Regions from separate parts of the Mus musculus genome. Here region 2 is linked to region 1. The links are chromatin contacts, called in public capture Hi-C maps. All regions are on one chromosome and are shown on one strand. The core of a region is the stretch at or near the end of the contact, and the rest is flanking DNA. Distances in the headings are between cores, read along the strand shown. Region 1 has its middle 19 kb from the start of Tmem266. Region 2 overlaps Ube2q2 (ubiquitin-conjugating enzyme E2Q family member 2).

Region 1 (3,061 bases), core at 11-2,510:
GTCTTGGAGAAAAATGAAAGCCTGGTTACTAGTAGGTCTCTTGATTTAGGAAGTCTGACTGGGACTTCCTATACAAGCACAAACACCATAAGCCACATGCTCAGGCTCCTCCCAACTTGAGAGAGCTGTGACAGACGTTGTGGTGGAGGAAAAGGAGAGGGCTGGCAGAAGGGTCCTTACAGTAGGCACAGATCCATGTGCATGAACTACAACTGTCATCTGTGCCACCCAGAAAATGAAGGGTCTCCCAGGAAGAATTGGAGTGGACTATAGAAGGCTACTCTTTGTCCATTGCCTTCAGACACTATCAAGGATAACTATGGCTAGGGTTATTTTGCTGCAAGTGGGAAGTGAGGCGTTTCCCAGGAGGCAGGAACTACTTACTTAAGCTTGGGTGACAGCAGTGCAGAGTCACAGGTGAAGGCCTTGGGGGCTTCCTAGAGAGCAGCTCAAGAATCCTAAGTAGTCGAAGGGCCAAACGGCTGGCATCTACAAGTACTGGATGGAGGAGAGGCTAAGGAAGGTGTGATAGTTTGTATATGCTTGACCCAGGGCGTGGCACCAGTAGGAGGTGTGTCCTTGTTGGAGTAGGTGTGTCACTATGAATGTGGGTTTTAAGACCCTCAGCCTCGCTGCCTGGAAGCCAGTCTTCCCCTAGCTGCTTTCAGAACAAGATGTAGAGCTCTCAGCTCCTCCTACACCATGCCTGCCTAGATGCTGCCAAACTCCTGCCTTGATGATAACGGACTGAACCTATGAACCTGTAAGCCAGCCCCAATTAAATGTTGTCCTTTATAAAAGTTGCCTTGGTCATGGTGCCTCATCAGAGTAATGGAGACCCTAAGACAGAAGGCATGGTGGCTAGTTTTATGTCAACATGACATAAGCTTAGAATCATTTTGGAAGAGGGAATCTCACTTAAAGAAAATGCTTCCACCAGCTTGCCCTGAAGGCAAGTCTCTGGTATATTTTCTTGATTTATGTGGAAAGTCACAGCTTACAGTAGGTGGTGCCACCTCTTGGCTGGTGATCCTGGATGGTATAAGATAGCAGGCTAAGCAGTCATAGGGAGCAAGCCAGTAGGCAGTGTTCCTCCATGGCCTCTGCATCAGTTTTTGCCTTCAGGTTCCTGCCCTAACTTTCCTGAAAGAGGAGCTACAAGCTGTAAGGCGAAATAAACCCTTCCTCCCCAAGTTTCTTTTGATCATGTTGTTTAGCACAGCAGTAGAAACCCTGACTAAGACTGGAAGCAAAGAGGAAGTTCTCCGTCCAGGCTGCCGAAATGTGCAGGGAGTGCTGGTGACAAGCACAAAGCGTAGGGATAGTGTATATACCAGACCAGAAGTAGAAAGATTAAAGAAAAATTACCTCTTAAAAAAAGAAAAAGAAAAACCCTTAAAGAACAGATAGAAACACAGCAGGCAAATTCCCTGAATCAGCCCCTTGAGAAGGAATGGCGTCCTTTCAAAACATATGTGGTTCCCAGGAGGTTGTGTCTGGATGGATGAGTGAACATCTCCCCATCTAGGTAAAAATTAAATTTTATAGTACCAGTTGTTTTTCTTGATTTTGGTCACTTGGGATAAAGAGGCAAGGTCCTTTGGGGTTAGGCTCCTGTTTTAAACTATTTTGTGATGCTGTACCTTGCACATGCATGCCATGCCCTGCACCTGGGGAGCTCACCAGGGCTTTGCTTCTCTCTGGGTCCAGCCCCACAGAGCAGGGCTCGCCACTTGCTTGCTATGTTTCAGTCAGGGTTCTTGGTTTCTCGTACAAATCTCGCCTATACTTGCTAGTATAAGACCTTTCCGTTCCTTTGTCCACTGCTGTTCTCTGGTGCCTTTCTGTTCCCACAGCTGACATCCATTGCTTCAGCCCTTTATGAAGGGACATACTATATTTCTCCACAGTCTTCTATCTCCACCCTCCTAAGTATTCCTATAGAACATGCAGGATCTGGGGATGATCGTGTGTCTTGAAGAGATGTGGGATAGGTGATAAAGTGGCTTTAGTGGACTGACATTACAAACTAATGACAACTGAGGATCTGGCAGAGTACAGCCGCAGAAGTCTAAGAGAAACAACAGAACGACAGTGGCTTTCTTGCCTCTTTTTAAAAAACGGCAGTAGAGATCAAATGGAAAGCAGTCAGGAAGCTGGAGAGGTGACTCAGCAGTTATGAGCACTGACTGCTCTTCTAGAGGACCAGAGTTCAGTTTCCAGTACTCACACGGCTGCTGACAACCATCTGTGCCTCCAGTTCCAGGGACACAACCCTCATTGGGCACCCTCCCCACCCCCACCCCCACAGTATGCATACATACATGTAGTAGAAAGACTCCTGTATGAAAAATAGTTGTTTTTGTAAAAACAGACCTTGAGAAAAATGCCAATAATCTGACATTTGTTTAATGTAAAACCTCATGAAAATACCATGTTGACAAGATAGGCAAGTTCTGCTTATATAAACGTGTGTCTTTTTGGTTGTGAGCCTCTCATTTAACAGCTGTGCCATCTCTCCTGCCCACTTTAAAATAATTTTGTAGGAAAAGCTATGCCCAAATACTGCTCGGTTTCAGTTCACTTTTCTTTACCCTCCCCACTCTCCTTCCCACTCATGCAGGGCTGAGGAGCAAACCCAGGATCTCAAGAGTTTGACCTACTAAGCCACACCCCTGCCTGAGTTGTTCATTTCTCAGGGTTAGCAAATAATTGTAATTATAACTAAAATCTGTGAACAAGGTGAAATGACCTTTATAATTCTAATTGCTACAAATGAAACTTTGGTCTCCATTTTAAGGGGATGGACTGCAAGTGAACTTTTTTTTTTTTAATATGTTATCCTTAGAGAACTGAGGACTAAGATACATTGTATCTTTGAGATTTTAAAGAATCTTAGGCGTTCTAAACTTGGCCTAGTGGTGAGTACTTGTAATTCTGTCATTTGGGAGGGTGAGGTAGGAGGATCCCTATGAGTTGGATGCAACATAGTGAGAGAAGAGGGAGAGGAAGATGGGAAATGGCTGATGGGGGTAAAGAGGGAGAGAGACAGGAGGGTAGC
Region 2 (2,830 bases), core at 68-2,567, 140 kb after region 1:
TCCTAACAATATTAATTACCAAAACACAAAGGATGATTCAAAATCAGGCCATTTTTCTTACATAATTCACAAATTAACTTGGATATCTACACTGTTGTCCAATCTACACCCAGGAAAAACAAGACAGACTTCAAGTTCAGGATATATTGTAAGTAAAAAACAAAACCATGGACCCTCTAGAAAATAAAACCTGAACAGTTAGAAAAATTAAACATTTTTCTCATCTTTCTTTAGGCTCCACTAAATTACAAAAGAATAAACATTTTATAAATACAAAAATTTGAAAAGCAAAAGGGACTTATGAGGAGCAATAAAACACCATTTCCATTAGATGACTGTAAATAGGAGCTGTGATCAGTGAAGCTCACAAGTGCAAGTACAGGTCAGGAGACAGCAGTGACCAAGGAGAGATCTGCAAAAAGCACCCTCAATTCAGAGGCTCCAGACTCAAGACACCAAATACACTGCAACAGGAGCAGCAGGCAGGATGGAAACCTACAGACTAACCAAAAGCCTGCCTGCAACACACACCACACAGCCCTCAAATGCTCTGCATTCCCCACCTCCTTAAGTAGAACCCAGGAGATTATCTGTCAGACAAAATGTCATCTGCAGAGAAACTGGAGCCATCTTTTACCCTGTACTAACAAGTGGAAAAGTAGGGGGAAGAGTGGTTGGGAATCAACATAAACTCCCCCTAAAGCTATCAGGTGACAAGTGTTGGCTACAAGGAACTCCACATCATTTATTTGGCACAAATGAAGAAAGGTATGTTTAAAAAACATCAAAATACAAATGAGTAAAGATAGGACACAAAAATACTTGAGAACAGGCTTTACAATATATACAAGACAAGATGAAACTGAGAAAATATATAGCAAATAAAAAAATACAGATGCTAAACAGGCCAAAGTGCCACAATAAGCTGGTTTATGATTCTACCACATCTATATGACCTGTACAGAATGCTAGGAAGAAGGGACAATCAGAGAGCTCTTAAGCTCAGGCTCACATTCCGAGACTGGACATGACTCCCTCCTCCAGATGAATCACACCACCAGGCTTAAAGCCTAGGACTCACAGCCCACAGTGAACCTGCGCTGGCTTGGAGAATGATTCAGCTCACAAACCCCTCACTGGCGTGCTCCAGGTTTAAGCCTTAAGAATGCCCAGCAACTTAAGCTGGGCATTGGTAGATAAAGGAGTTCAAGGCCAGCCTGATCTACAGAGTGAGTTGCCAAACAGCAAGGGCTACTACTCAGAGCAACCCTGTCCTGGAAAAAAAAAAATGCCCAGCAACTTCCCCTCTTGTATCCTTGAAGAGTTCTGACTGAAATTCTGAGGAAACAGAAGCCTTATGAAGAGGCCCTTCAGGATGATGTCATGTACAGAAAAAATGCCAGGCAAAGAAACACTAAAGATGCCAGATACATGAAGAGTGGGGGAAAAAGGAAGCCATGTGTGAACACTTGAGAGCTGTTCGAGATAAAGATCACACTAGTTGTCCACAGCCATACTATCGCGAGTGTGCACCTGACTGCACACAACAGTCACCAAATGAAACCAATAGATACTCAGCTAAGCCTAACTAATCCATCCAATCGCAACAATTACTATTTTAAGGCATTAAGATTTTTTTGTTTTAATCTTTTGAGACAGGGTCTCACAGTACAGCTTTGACTGGCTCCAAATTCAAGAGATGCGTCTGTTTCTACTTCTCAAGTGCCAGGATTAAAGGTGAGTACTACCATCCATCCCCAGCCTGTTTGGGGGTTCTGAGACTGAGTCTTCATTTGTAGGACAGGCTGGCCTCAGCCTCCCGTGTGCCACCACATCCAGCTCTAAGCCATTAAGTTCTGAGAAAATAGGGTAAACATATACAATAAAAACAAAACTTCAGGGCTAAAGAGATGGCTCAGTGGTTAAGAGCACTTGCTGCTCTTGTAGAAGCCTACTGTTTGATTGTTAGCACCTAATGGCAGCTAACAACATCTACTTCCAGGGACTACCAAGATTCTCTACTGTTGCATGTGGTGCACATACATGTAGGCAAAACACTCATACACATATTTTTTAAAACCTTAAAACTTATTATTGTCCGTGTGAAATAGAAAAAAGTTGACAGTACAGCAAAATTTTAAAAGAAAGAGAGAAAAGGTAAGTTGGTTCAGTGGATAAAGGTGCCTGTAGCCAAGCCTGACCACCTGGGTTTGATCCTGGGACTCAGATGGTGGAGAGAACCAATTCCTGCAAGTTGTTCTCTGACCTCCATAAAAGTGCCACCAACGTTCATACCAACACACACACACGCATATACAAATAAAAATAAAATAAAATTAAGAAAAAGAATATAATACAATAGATGTAAAGACTCAAACCAAGAGGTCTAAAAATCTAAAAGCAGCCCAGCATTGACGATACAGCCTGTAATTCTAGCATTCAGGATAAAGACAACCATCAGCCTCAGCTACATATGGTTTTTGAAATCTGCGCCTAAAGTGTACAAGACCATGTCTCCAAAACGTAAAAACAAAATTGAAAAGTCCAGTTAATAAACTCCAAAACAAACAAAATAGACAAGCAAAGTTAACACACAAAAATATGTACCAAAACTCAAGACTCAAATTTGGAAAGGGACACAGCCTTACTCAACGTCCAGCGCAATGAAAGAGAAAAGATCCTGAGTTAAGGACACTGCTGCAGTGCATTACACCAAAGAAAGCACAAATTCCCTGAAGCTTCCAAAGAAAAATCATACATAAGATTCCGGGTGGCATCAGCTTCAGCTACGCCACTGGCTAGAAGACAACAGCATAGTTATTTGAAATTC

The links. Capture Hi-C pulls out chosen DNA fragments and counts their contacts.
Region 2: a capture Hi-C map of bone marrow-derived macrophages shows a contact between it and region 1, with 7 times the contacts expected there. The contact joins two enhancer-like sites. A contact is called at or near these places in 3 of 15 datasets of contacts at CTCF or cohesin (CD8 T cells, embryonic stem cells and large pre-B cells), 28 of 484 Hi-C or Micro-C datasets (ECoMG myeloid progenitors, LSK cells, bone marrow and 7 more), 6 of 115 datasets of contacts at active chromatin or transcription factors (acute myeloid leukemia, bone marrow-derived macrophages, embryonic stem cells and 1 more) and 3 of 9 other capture datasets (adipose tissue, bone marrow-derived macrophages and embryonic stem cells).

What each region holds. Positions count from the first base shown.
Region 1 is chr9:55,306,855-55,309,915 of GRCm38.p6, reverse strand. No RefSeq gene overlaps it. Among named protein-coding and RNA genes, the nearest start is that of Tmem266, 19 kb to the left of the region's middle. Within about 2 kb of position 1,260, at least 23 of the 459 cell types and tissues checked have an H3K27ac peak or open chromatin away from gene starts, as enhancers often do. A contact at or near this core is called in adipose tissue, bone marrow-derived macrophages and macrophages, where this site is marked.
Region 2 is chr9:55,169,463-55,172,292 of GRCm38.p6, reverse strand. The region is part of intron 3 of Ube2q2 (ubiquitin-conjugating enzyme E2Q family member 2); the gene reads right to left. Among named protein-coding and RNA genes, the nearest start is that of Ube2q2, 22 kb to the right of the region's middle. Within about 2 kb of position 1,317, at least 41 of the 459 cell types and tissues checked have an H3K27ac peak or open chromatin away from gene starts, as enhancers often do. A contact at or near this core is called in adipose tissue, bone marrow-derived macrophages and macrophages, where this site is marked.